2 separate regions of the Bactrocera dorsalis genome follow, and region 2 is linked to region 1. The links are chromatin contacts, called in public Hi-C maps. All regions are on one chromosome and are shown on one strand. Each heading gives the region's core, a stretch centred on a gene start, on an enhancer-like site or on the middle of the called end of the contact. The rest is flanking DNA. Distances are from core to core; before and after follow the strand shown. Region 1 overlaps LOC105226124 (titin). Region 2 overlaps LOC105226124 (titin).

Region 1 (3,667 bases), core at 790-3,289:
TTTCGTGTGCGTAGACACCGCTTTCACGGTTATAGCCAAGTTTAAAACAGCGCGCCCGTCGTTCTTTCTTTTCGCTGCTTGACACTAATTAGAGATTCCGGAGTGGGTTCTTTCTCTTCCTCTGCTTCCACCGCCGGGTGCTAGAATATATTCGTTCATTCGGACGACATGGCTTAGCCAGCGTAGCCGTTGTCCTTTAATTCTCTGAACTATGTCAATGTCGTCGTACATCTCATACAGCTCATCATTCCATCGACTACAATATTCGCCGTGGCTTGGCGCAAAGGACCATAAATCTTCCGCAGAACTTTTCTCTCGAAAACTCGTAACGTCGACTCATCAGATGTTGCCATCGTTCATGCCTCTGTACCATATAGCAGGACAGGGGTTATGTTTGACTTGTAGAGTTTCGGCTTTTTTCTCGAGAGAGGACTCTACTTTACAATTGCCCACTCAGTCTGAAAAAGCTCCTGTTGGCAAAAGGTATTCTGCGTCAGATTTCGAGGCTGACGTTCTTATTTCTGTTAATGCTGGGTCCAAGATAAGCGAAATTATCTCGACTTCGAAGTTCTGACAGTCAACTGTGACTTGGCTCCCACTGTTTGTTTGATGACAGGAGATATTTCGTCTTGGCTTTTATTTTCTTTTTATTTCCTTTATTTTTAACCGCTTTTCATTGAAATTCACCATTTATTTTATAACTTTCCGTCATTAATTGTTAAGCTTTATCACGTGATTGCTTCCGCTCGTGACTCGTCTATATATTATCTACATTTCGACACACTTGGATTATTTGTTAATACTTAATACGTCATCTCAACGCACCAAGTTGGAGCCCTGTTTACTATACATATGTATATGCAGCCATTTGCTGTGTAATACGCGCGTACCACATTTGACATCATTAATTCTGGCGTTGACGTTTGTATGCTGAGCTGTCATTACAGTTGGTGCTATGCGCTGTTTAAATATAGAACATAAATAATAGCAAAATGTACACACAATATGTTCTAACAGATAGATGTGTGTGAACCTACCTCTGTTTGCATATCCGCCTGTTGCTTCGCGTACTTAGTATATTTAATATCCGCTTGTAACGCCACAAATCCGGTAGCTGGCAGTGGCATTACTAATCGAATTGTAACGGCCCCATTTGAGTGTGTGACTGATGGAATAGCACTCAACAATGCCTGCGCTTACGGTTAATACCGAATGCGTGCCTGCAACCGACTGCTAATGATGCGTGCCGTTGATGATGTGCGAAATGGTAATGAGCGAAGAGAAAAAGCGTTTTCTATTTCAACTTTTCTATTGACATTTGTGTATAATGTCATGCTTGTTGACGTTTGCTTCAGTCATAGAATGACCGAAAAAGATCCATTTTGTCGTTTAACTGTTTAGTTGGCGGTTATTCGTTTGTAACCTCAAATTATTTGGCGTCTAATCAGCAAGACTCCAGTGTTGATTTTGTAGCGTTTTGCATACAAATTTACATGCTCTAACCGTATTCTGTGTTGTTACAGAAGGTGCTTTCAAATCACATATTCTCAGCTTTAAAAGTCATTGATGATTATTATTGACGTAAATCATAAAATAATCCGATATGCTTCCATTTGACTTCTTATTTTTAAGCAAAAAAATTTATAAAGAGAACAAAGAAATCTAGCGCTTTTTCATGTTTAATAAACGCATCGTAACCTGATTATCTTAAAACAATTGCTGCGCGCACTATTTGCTCGCGCTTATTCCGTATTTTTCTATTTTGCCATGCACTTTATTATTATTAGTTTTATTTTTGCATACTTGTTCTGCGCCCTGTAAAGCTTTGAAGACAGCGCTATAGACAATAAATCATTTGCAGTTGACTCGCGCACGGCAGAAGTTATGTAAAAAAAAATGTAAGCACTGCTGAGTGCTGCTCTCACGCTCAACTGTTGCCCACTTTACACACTCTTCCCTCATCACTTTGTATGGCTGTATTTACATATGCAACCGATGCGATGCACGAAGTGCGCACCGGCCCTCATCGTTGACCAATCAAATGCTGGCCATTGCTTCGTGGCACTTCGTACATGACACACGAATGGCTACTTCGTTGACAAGCAAACACTTGAACGCTTCAAGTGCGAAAGATAAATAACATCGTTGTTGTCATCGTGCGGCACGAGACTTTGATTACTGAGCGTGCATAAATTGCTCGTGTACGTTTCACGCTCTCTCTCTCTCTTGCGCTCTCTTTCATTTTCCTGTTCAGCTGCCGTTATATGTGATATTTTTATTCCACACATTTTTGTCATTATTTGACTTCGCAGCTCTTCTCGTATTTGCTCGCTCTCTTGTGGATTTTGTTGTCAGCAAAATATTGGTTCGCTTTTGCAAATAGTTGAATTTTTATATTTATTGCTATTATTTCTCATGTGTCGCGCCGTTTGACCGACCGTTTTCGGCTAACCGACCAACCGACTGCGCGACTTCGTAGCACGTATCTCTCGGTTGGTCAGCTGCGCTAGTTGTTTTTGTTACTTTTGCTATGGACTTTGACTCTATTATAGTGTAAGTTCGCACAAAAGTTGCAACAGTATCAGCGATAACAACAACAATGCCACTTCCAAGTGTATTACCGTCACATTGCTTGTTGTTATTTGTTTATTTATTTTTTACTTGCATCTACTGCCGTTATTGTTAGTGTGAAATCTTGCCATGCTACCTCGTTCCGTTGCATTTCTATTTGGATATTAGTATTTGCAGAGCAAATTCATGTTTTTGGTATAATTTGGTCAAAATCTTATCATCGCTATGGGTTTTTGTGGTTTCGTTAGGAGATTCTGGGCAATTTTTGTTCCAAAGAACTAGAAGCAAGGGTATATCTGTGTTGACTCCAACATCTGCTTAGCAGATCCTGAGCGCTTGATCCTAACAGATAAACGTAAAGCTTAAGTATCATCGTATTAAGACGTCATGGATCTAGGAAACTTACTAGTTCCATAACTTGTAACAATATCGAATGAACTCTTCTAGCTCTAAATTTTTGTAAAATCCGCAATTCGTCCTTGAAATACTGCCCCTCATGCAAAAACGTGGTCAGAACCAGTTCTGGACAACGGTAAAAAGAGGCATTTGGAAAGTTGTATTTTGATCTTTACCTCCTTCAGTGAATTTTGTTTCGATCGACTGAGAGCGATTTCCACGTGAGGGGAATTTCAGTTCCGGACACAAGAAAAAATTATACGGAGCCAAATCTGGTGAATACCGTGGTTGATCGATGGTATTCATAACGTTTTTGGCTTTAAATTCGGTCACAATCGTGGCTCGATGCGATGGTGCATTATAATCGTGTAAAATCCATGAATTGTTCTTCTACAATTCCGGCCGTTTCAGCTTTATCGCGACGAGTCGATCAGGAACGCGTTTCAAATCCAAAATATCCACCAGAATCGTTCGAACGGACTCGCGAGACATATCTCTAACACTTGCCTCACGATTTTCAAATTCCATATCCATATCCATAGGTCATCCAGAATGAGGCTTGTGTTCAACGATTTTTCGACAGTCTTTGAAGGCTTTGTACCACTCGTAGGCTTGAGTTTTTGAGCTGCAACTTTTTTTCAACGTTCCCGAATTTATTGTTTTTGGTTAAATGAAGCTTAAAATCGCACCTTTCCAACAC
Region 2 (3,314 bases), core at 615-3,114, 80 kb after region 1:
CGGCCAGACTCGACGATTTCCATAATTTTATCGATATTTTGAACAATAGGCCTTCGCAAGAACAAAACAAAACAAAACAGAAATACTAGTAATTAAGAAGAAATTTCAATTTTCTTGCATTTTACCGCTTCGAAAGCTTTGTCCTATGTCCACTCACCTCAATTTGTATGCAATCCTTAACTCAACACTATTTTCAAAAACCAAATCGATTTTCCCACTTTGTACTTGTCCAATGCCTCACTAACCTTTGCCGCTCATGGACGTAAAAGTCAAAATGTCAAATTTCCACACTACAAAAGTCAACTTGCCACAAGCAGCAGCGGCAAAGCAATCGCTTTAAGAGCGAGAGAAGAAAACTAAACCAGGAAATTTTCACATTTAAATTTATAGCTTTGTTAAGCATTTTACCTTTGTCGCTGTTGCTATTTGCCGCACATTCACGGCAACATTGTTCACCGTTGCTGTTGGCTGCTGTTGGCGAAATGCAGCAGCAACTGTCAATTGAATGTGGTTGTAGGCAAAAGCGAAAAGCAAAGCGTAAAAAATTAAAAATTAAGCAAATAAAATAAAAACTTGTTTTTGTTGTTGCGCCGATTGCCCGACTCGACTACCTAACCGAACAGCGCCAGCTAGCTCTGCCTACCGCCAACAACCAATGGAAGCGCACACGCTGTCGCATTCAGTGGCGACAGCAAGCGCAGCGTAACTGCAATGAGCGCGCGTTTTTACGTAAGATTTTTCTTACAACGGTGACAGCAAAGCAAAACGCCCGCAGCAACAAAAACATGTTTAACAACCAATGTATAATGTATGCAGTCGAAAGCAACAGCAATTGCAGCGCCTGCAACTGTAAAAATATAAAATGCGCGATAAATAGTTAGTTTTTTGTTGTTGTTGTTTCTTTTCGGGTTTTCTGCGCATTTTCCGCTATACACCAACAGCGTTCTGCGTATGTTAGTACGGTTGTTGTAGCTTTGTATAGTGCAGAATGCCTTTTAATATGAAATAGACCGATGTTTATGTTTTCTGGCGGGAACTGAGACACTGAGTGTCAACTTTATTATATTTTGAAGATTAACGAGCTCAAGTTGGGCGCATTTGACTAATTCTAATGATCCATTTTAATTATAAGATTTTATTTACAACTTTTTTCACAACTTCTAATATTGCTTTGTACTATTATTGTTTACTTTCAGGCTATTACCAACCTGCCGGTCCATTGATCTCACCACACGTCCTACCAACTGTAGCCGCTGCACCACCGCCGCCTCCTAATGTGCCACTTCTGCCGACAGGTGTCACCTCTGCTTCCGCTTCTGCTATCAAGAAATCTCAACAAATACCCGCGCCGCTTAGCTCTGATCCGGAGCTTGCTGCCGGCCAACAGCCCCCACCATCGGCTACAGCCGCAGATAGCGCAGACAGTGATGTGCTTATTACCGGTGGCGATTTGACACCGTTCCGCTATCCGCCGGTCGCACATAGCGGCGCGCCCACTACACAGCACCAGCAGGTGCAGCAGCAACAGCATCAACAGCAGCTTCATCAACAAGCTGCCGCCGCTGCTGCCGCAGCTGCTGCTGCTGCGGCCGCCGCCGCTCATCAGAGCTCACCATATCCACGTTCGATGCATGCGCAGATGCACTACTCGACTGCGTATCCGGCCAACTATTGTACACCATATCCGGTGGAAGCGGTGTGCTACTCACCGCCCGCCTATCAACCCTACTTTTCGACCAAAGTCTATCAAAGCGCAGGTCCGCCACCACCTTCGACATACCGGCGCTATCCATACTATCAGCCAGGTCATCCGCCTCCGCCGGCCGAACTGTACGAACAGGGACCACCACCACCACCACCGACAGCGGCTAGTGGTGCAGCACAACCCAGTGGACCGCCACCACCAACGTCCATTCAGGGACCACCACCACCAGCACCGCCCCCCGGAACACAGCTTGTGCCGGCTGGACCGGCAGCACACGCACAGCATCTCGAACACTATCCAGGTCCGCCGGGCTATTATACCGGCTATAGTCCGGGCGGTGGCGCTGCAGGGCAGTGCTATACGCGCAGCATACAGGGACCGTATATGGGTAAGGAAAAGTATGGTTCTCACCTAATCGGTAGATACATTTGTGGGTAAGGGGTGGGCTACATTAAAAAAATCGAATATTGATGTCGTATTTTGGCTGACTACATGGCTGTTGCTTATTGTAACGCGTCTTTAATATATGTTTTTGCTTCTCATTTGCAGAATATCCACCACAGTGTCCGTGTCCAATGCAACAATCGTGTCCAAAAAACGTCCATACTGGGCCTCATATTGGTAGCAACAACGGCAGCAACAGCAACAGCAGCAGCAGCTGCAGCACGAACAACAGCAGCAACAGCAATTGCTCAACGATGAATCATTTGAGCAACAACAACAATACGTTGATGAATGGCAGCAACAGCAGCAGGGAAATCAACAACAGCAGCAACAGCAACCACAACAGTTCGAATATGACGAACCACAGCCAGAACAGCAGGAGCAGCAGCAACAACAACAGCAGCTCGATCAACAATTCATTGACTACCAGTAGAGGCCCAGTTAAAAAATCGACGACGACGACAACCTTAACCACAACAGCGACACACGCCAGCGTACCAGTAACAGCAACAGCTATGGCTTTAGCTTCAGCAACACCAACAGAAATCGACGATCTGTTACTGTTCGGCAAGCAACATACGCAACAGCATTTGGACCTGTTGCAAGCGGTTAAGTCCGAGCTGAAGTTAGAGGATTCGGACAATAAAAGCCAGTACGAGGAGAGCGTAGTACAGCCTCCAACGCCGCCTGAAAGCTATACAACCAACGACGAAAAACTCTTAGATACACTAACGGAGCAGGAGCTGTCCTCGGCGTCATTGCCGGCGGCACTTGAAGAGGCTAATGCAAAGCTGCTCTTACGCAGCGATCAAAATGACAGCAAAGTGGCAGTGCCGGTGGAGAGCCGACAACAGACAACACCGCAATACGCGGGTAATAACTGTAACAATACGCCGCCTGTGCTCGAAGCCTACGACTTGACATCAGTAACGGAGACACCTCCACCCTCCACGCCAAATTCAACAGTAGCTACCAATTGCAGCACCACCAACTCCACCACAACCGCCACCAATTGTGCCGCATTTCCGATCTTGGGGCGCAAAGCGCGTATTGGCAAGACGATGGCGCGCGAGATGGTTTACGCAGGCGCAGCAGCAAATGTGACCGCGCAGGCCCAAAGCAGTTCACAAACGCATTCGACACCAATGATACATGTACGCACGTT

The links. Hi-C and Micro-C count contacts between places; a contact is called where the count stands out from the background.
Region 2: a Hi-C map of whole body shows a contact between it and region 1, with 2.5 times the contacts expected there. The contact joins two enhancer-like sites. A contact is called at or near these places in 2 of 2 Hi-C or Micro-C datasets (both in whole body).

What each region holds. Positions count from the first base shown.
Region 1 is chr4:2,766,297-2,769,963 of ASM2337382v1, forward strand. All of the region lies in intron 3 of LOC105226124 (titin), which reads left to right. Among protein-coding and RNA genes, the nearest start is that of LOC125778191, 62 kb to the left of the region's middle. Within about 2 kb of position 2,040, the one cell type or tissue checked has open chromatin away from gene starts, as enhancers often do.
Region 2 is chr4:2,846,602-2,849,915 of ASM2337382v1, forward strand. LOC105226124 (titin) reads left to right here. Exons shown (of 9, transcript XM_049454744.1): 4 at 1,197-2,093; 5 at 2,255-3,314. Among protein-coding and RNA genes, the nearest start is that of LOC105226126, 15 kb to the right of the region's middle. Within about 2 kb of position 1,865, the one cell type or tissue checked has open chromatin away from gene starts, as enhancers often do.